Linked DNA regions of Zea mays: region 1 is linked to region 2. Evidence: chromatin contacts called from public Hi-C data. All regions are on one chromosome and are shown on one strand. Each heading gives the region's core, a stretch centred on a gene start, on an enhancer-like site or on the middle of the called end of the contact. The rest is flanking DNA. Distances are from core to core; before and after follow the strand shown. Region 1 holds the start of LOC100382466. Region 2 holds the start of LOC100277603.

Region 1 (2,867 bases), core at 258-2,757, 140 kb before region 2:
GTACCGGAACTGGGCGTAGTTGTTGTAGTAGTCGCGGGCCCAGCACCTGTGGGTGTCGATGTTGAGCACGACGAGGTAGAGCCTCGCGACGACAGCCCTGGTCAGCAGCGCTCCACGCTGCATCGCCGTGGCCCGGCGCTTGCAAGATAGGATGGCGGGCACGAGCCGGTCGATCGGCAGACCTGACCTATGCGTGAGGAGGCGAGGTCCTTGCCTCCTTGGAAGCGGAGCTAGTGCGGGAGCCGGAGGCAAAGCTAGGGGCAACGAGGGCATCTCTGCGGGCTACCGCCGCCACGGCGTGAGCGGATCGAGGCGAGCGTGATGGCCACCGTTCCACGAGTACCCCACCATCGCAGCGGGCAGGATTCGGGTCGGCGGTGTGCGACGTGACTCGCGGCGGCACGTACCTAGCGGCGGCGGCGTGGTGCGTGGAGGCGACGACGACGAGGTCCACGTCGTCCGAGGACGCGGCGGTGTCGGGGAGCTTCTGTGTCGGCCGGACACTCGCCGCTGCCCGCTCTGTCACGCGTCGGCGACGGGGTGGCCCACTGCTGCGCCTGGATCGCCATGGTGCTCGGATCGACGATGGAGATTGAGTAGGTGCGAAGGCGGCTGCCGTCGCTGCGTCAAAGATTCGCGAGCATCAGAGTTCAGGGTGGAGATTGTCTGAAGCGCGGGGGTGGGGGGGGGGACGCGAGAACCGCGGAGGTGGGGGGACGGTGGCGCCGGGGTGGGTGAGGGGACGGTTGCTGCGCACGCGGGCGCCGCCGAAGGTGGTAGGGTGAGGGAGGGGTGACGTATGGCGCGGTCGACATATGATCCTACGGCCACGGAGCCACAGAACAAGATCCGACGGCCAAGGAGAGGCAGAACAAAAAAAGTCAGGCTACTCTTACAGCCTTAATAGATAGTAGAGATATGCTCACTTCCCTCTCAGCTGATATCGCGCGCGGCTGACGGTTGGAGCGGACACGGGAGCGTTTGGCAAACGAAGCTGAAAAAAGCAGCTCGTGAAGCTGGCCGTGTGGCAGTTGGAGCTAGTAGGAGTGTCCGTACACACAAACGGCTCCCCGCCTCTCACTCTTTTCCCCGATGACCAGTTCTCACAAAAGGCAGGACGCAAGCAGCAGCCATATCCTCCAGGTTTCATGATTCTTCTCTTCATCCTCTGCTTCCATCTTCCTCCTTTGGAACTGGAGAAAGGAGAGGAGACAAAACCATCCAAGCGATCCGTTTCTCCCACTTGTCTCGCGCCACCATTATTGCCCGCCCAATGGGACGCCGCCGTATCCTCGCCGCGCCATAGTTTTAACCTTGCGTCCACGCCTGCCCAAGTGCCCATCCCACTTTTCTTCCACGCAAAGGATTTTCTCTCTCTCTCCTTTTCCATTTTAATACTGCACGATCTCTGATCGATTGATTCGGCCGAGATAACTGGAGCCTTGTGTTTTATTTCGGGGGTCTTGTACCAAAATAGCGTCGATTTTATCTACTTGACCCCTGACCCATTCTCTCTCTCTCTCTCCCTTTTCAATTTCGGGGGCTTTATTTCTCTCCTCCCACGCCTTGCATCTTCTTGATGCGTTGCGTCCCGACTCGAGGCAGACATCGGAGGCGCGCCACTGACTTAGCTCGCGATTTCTAGATCCGCAACCCTGCGCTGCTCAACTCCGATTCTTTTAGTTCGGATTCGGGTAGCAGCAGGGCTTCGGTGGCGATGACTTGATTGATACGAATTGGGGATTTCTTGCTGTTTGCGCCTCTCTTCGTATCGGCGCTGAAGGGCTCAGCTCGAGATTAGAACAATTTGGGTTTTGGGGTCTTTTCTTCTTCTACTACTGCTGGTCAAGTTCACAGAAATCGCTGGCTCCGTGGTCCAATGGACGAGTCCGGGGAAGCGAGCGTCGGCTCCTTCAGGATCGGGCCGTCGACGCTGCTGGGCCGCGGGGTGGCGTTCCGCGTGCTCCTCTTCAGCTCGCTGTGGCGCCTGCGGGCGCGCGCGTACGCGGCCATCTCGCGCGTGCGCAGCGCGGCGCTGCCGGTGGCGGCGTCCTGGCTGCACCTCAGGAACAGCCACGGCGTCCTCCTCATGGCCGTGCTCCTCGCCCTCTTCCTGAGGAAACTCTCGGCCGCGCGGTCGCGGGCGGCGCTCGCGCGCCGGCGCAGGCAGCACGAGAAGGCCATGCTGCATGCCGGGACGTACGAGGTCTGGGCGCGCGCCGCCAAGGTGCTCGACAAGATGTCTGAGCAGGTCCACGAGGCGGATTTCTACGACGAGGAGCTCATCAGGAATAGGCTCGAGGAACTCCGGAGACGGAGGGAGGACGGGTCGCTCCGGGACGTGGTGTTCTGTATGCGCGGCGATCTTGTTAGGAACTTGGGGAACATGTGCAACCCTGAACTTCACAAGGGCAGGCTAGAGGTAATTGACAAAGTAACCGTAGCTTCTACTAATTTACGCTGCTGATTTATAGTGATATATCTGTTTGTCCATGTTTTGTAAATTGTGATGGTCTTGAAAAATTCAAAATCACCTCTTAACTGCAACAAGAGATTCAGCAATACTAAAGATCGCTGAACTCTGAACTCAGCATCACTGTCATTCCAGTAACCATGGCTGATCTGTCGCAATGCAGGTTCCTAAGCTTATAAAGGAGTACATTGAAGAGGTTTCTACTCAACTAAGAATGGTGTGCGAATCTGACACTGACGAGTTGCTGTTGGAAGAGAAACTTGCCTTTGTTCAGGAGACCAGGCATGCCTTTGGGAGGACAGCGCTACTCTTAAGTGGGGGTGCTTCACTCGGGTCTTTCCATGTAGGTGTAGTGAAAACATTGGTTGAGCATAAGCTTCTGCCTCGGATTATA
Region 2 (2,832 bases), core at 7-2,506:
AGTCCTCGTAGATTTTTCTATAAGTCAATAGCAAATGTAAAGGGCATAATTGTAATCTCTCATAGGCTGAGTCATGTGCCTATAAATAGATGAACAGTACCCCGTACTGTTCACGCTGATTGACTTTTGCTTTTACGCCACAATTGTACTTTTTGTCTTCTGTCAAGCCAAAGGTACTGTTGTTAATTCAATATTGTTTCTACCTTTTCATGGTAATATAATAAGAATGAATTAACAACGTTATATGATTGTTTATGTCATCTCTTATATTTCATATGCTTCTTCTTTTATTATTATACTCTGCTGTGATGAAGGTATGCCCTTCATAACCTTCGTCTGAAGATCATTATATCCTAAAGAGAAATAATGTTTCGAAGGACGAAGGGCATTAACATTTAATATCTTGTGTTGCCTTGTTCTTAATTAATAATATTTGAGTAAAGTCCCCAACAGTCTCCAATGGCTAGCTATTTCACTAGCTAGATTCACTCTCTTTCCTACGTGTATAGAAAATATGGGGAAAACGAGAATAGCTAGTGACGAGCAAATAGATAGAAGATTTCAAGTAATACAAGAAACTGAGTGTATTATGTGTGGGACCAATGACTAGTGGTGAGATAAATTACTATTTTTTTTTTCTCGTCTCTGCATAGGTAGCTATTTTATACAACTATTGTGGATGCCCTATAAGTTTATAAATATTTTTATAGACCGTGATTGGCCGTTGGATATTTAATGCACACCGGTGCGAGTACAACATTAAAAACGAAATCCATTGGGCACCATCGATCCAATCCGGCTGCTCCGTTGCTGTTTTTTTCTTTTACGTGCTGGACAAAAATGGTCGAGCTGCGATGAATTCCAGCGGCAGCGAGCCAGCGACGAACCGTCCGACGACAGCATACCCGACCGAGTGCATAGGCACGTACCCCGATACCCGTGCAGGCGTGCAGCGGTGCAAGGTCCACCAGCAAATCCGCGGCGCAGGCTCGCCTCCCGCGAACTGCCACGCGGCGGTCTGCGACCCGCCACGTGCGAAGCGCAAGCGCTCCATCTGTCGCCGGTCCCGAACCTCCCCCAACGGCGCCCGCCGCTCCCAGCACCGACATCGCCGCAGCTGGATTACGTCCGCTCCCGCTGGCTCCTGGGTCCAGGGGGTTGGACCCGAGTACCCGACACCTTCTAGGTCCACGCGTCATTGGCCCATACCCATGTGGGCGTGGATTTGGACCGCGGTGGACGACGGCTGGACGCCTTTTCCACCGAAAACCAGCCCGGCCGCCCGGCGGCGAGGAGGAATCCCCATTCCCCCCCTCCTCACGCACGCTCCTCGCCATCTTTAGCCTGGACCCCACCTCCCGTGCCCCGGCCATTAAAGCGGGGGACGCCGACCCGGGCTCTCCCTGCCTCCTCGTCCCGTCCCTCCCAGCGCCCCGTTCCATTCGACCGCCGACCAGATCCACCCCCAACACGTCCAGCCATGCCGGCGCCGCCGCATCCAACGCCGCTGCTGCCACCGGCGGGGGAGCCGTTCCGCGTGTTCGTGGGGTACGACCCGCGGGAGCACGAGGCGTACGAGGTGTGCCGCCGCAGCCTGCTCCGGCGCTCATCGATCCCGCTTGACGTGCGCCCGATCCGGCAGGCGGAGCTGCGCGCCGCGGGGCTGTACACCCGGGCGCGCGGCCCCACGGAGAGCACCGAGTTCTCCTTCACGCGCTTCCTCACCCCGTACCTGGCGGGGTACCGCGGCTGGGCGCTCTTCGTCGACTGCGACTTCCTCTACCTGGCGGACCTGGCCGACCTCCTCGCCGCCGCGGCCGCCGCCGACCGCGCGGCCGGCGCCGGCCGCATTGCCGTCGCCTGCGTGAAGCACGAGTACCAGCCCGCCGAGGCCACCAAGATGGACGGCGCCATCCAGACGGTGTACCCGCGCAAGAACTGGTCCTCCATGGTGCTCTACAACTGCGGCCACCCCAAGAACGTGGCCGCGCTCACTCCGGAGGCCGTCAGCACCCAGACGGGTGCCTTCCTCCACCGCTTCGCCTGGCTCGACGACGACGAGATCGGGGAGGTGCCCTTCGCCTGGAACTTCCTCGTGGGCCACAACCGGGTCGACCCGGCCGACCCGGCCACGCGCCCCAGGGCCATCCACTACACCTCCGGCGGGCCGTGGTTCGAGCGCTACAGGGACTGCGAGTTCGCCGACCTCTGGCTCAAGGAGGCCGAGGAGCTGAGGGCCGACAAGGACAAGGAAAACGACAAGCTCAAGCTCCTCAAGGACATGGACGACGCCAACGGCAAGCAGGAGGTGGAGGAAGAGACGGCGCAGGAGAAGGAGAAGGAGAAGGGCAAGTGATGGTGGTATTCATCCATGGATCGGTGGTGCTGCATTGTGTGGAAGTGGATTGGTTCGTTTCTGTGCTTTGCTGCTATAGAGATTTCATTCTTTCATCTGTCTTCAACACCAATGTAGCGTTCCATTCCATCGATCTGTTACTGCTGATGTCTGGGAGATTAGGATGATTGGTAGGCCTGTATGGAGTAAGAAGGAATAATTTGTAGCTGCAATCGGATCATCATCCTTTAATAAGGAATGCCAACCCTATGTGCTTCAGCATTGCGCCGGTGAGGATGAGTGAGTGAGTGTGAGGCTTCTCACCACGCCGTGCAGAGAACGCGGCTTCTCGCTGCCCCCAATTTCATCGCTACTGCATCTGGGAACGAACCTCGTCAGCAGAATGACAGGACAGATCTTCTGTGTTCTTTCATTGTGGACCGTTGTCTATCTGTGCAGGACCTGTCGGCTGTCGGTGCGTGGAGACGATCCAAGTC

Evidence for each region. A called contact is a pair of places that touch in the nucleus more often than the background predicts.
Region 1: a contact with region 2 is called in a Hi-C map of ear, with 4 times the contacts expected there. The contact joins the promoter of LOC100382466 here to the promoter of LOC100277603 in region 2. A contact is called at or near these places in 6 of 25 Hi-C or Micro-C datasets (bundle sheath, ear, endosperm and 2 more).

Annotation. Positions count from the first base shown.
Region 1 is chr1:298,874,145-298,877,011 of Zm-B73-REFERENCE-NAM-5.0, reverse strand. It overlaps LOC100382466, which reads left to right and starts at 1,507. Exons shown (of 4, transcript NM_001175206.1): 1 at 1,507-2,422; 2 at 2,637-2,867. The coding sequence starts at 1,880. It also overlaps the pseudogene LOC103645707.
Region 2 is chr1:298,732,136-298,734,967 of Zm-B73-REFERENCE-NAM-5.0, reverse strand. LOC100277603 reads left to right here and starts at 1,256. Exons shown (of 1, transcript NM_001151116.2): 1 at 1,256-2,594. The coding sequence starts at 1,481. The coding sequence ends at 2,356.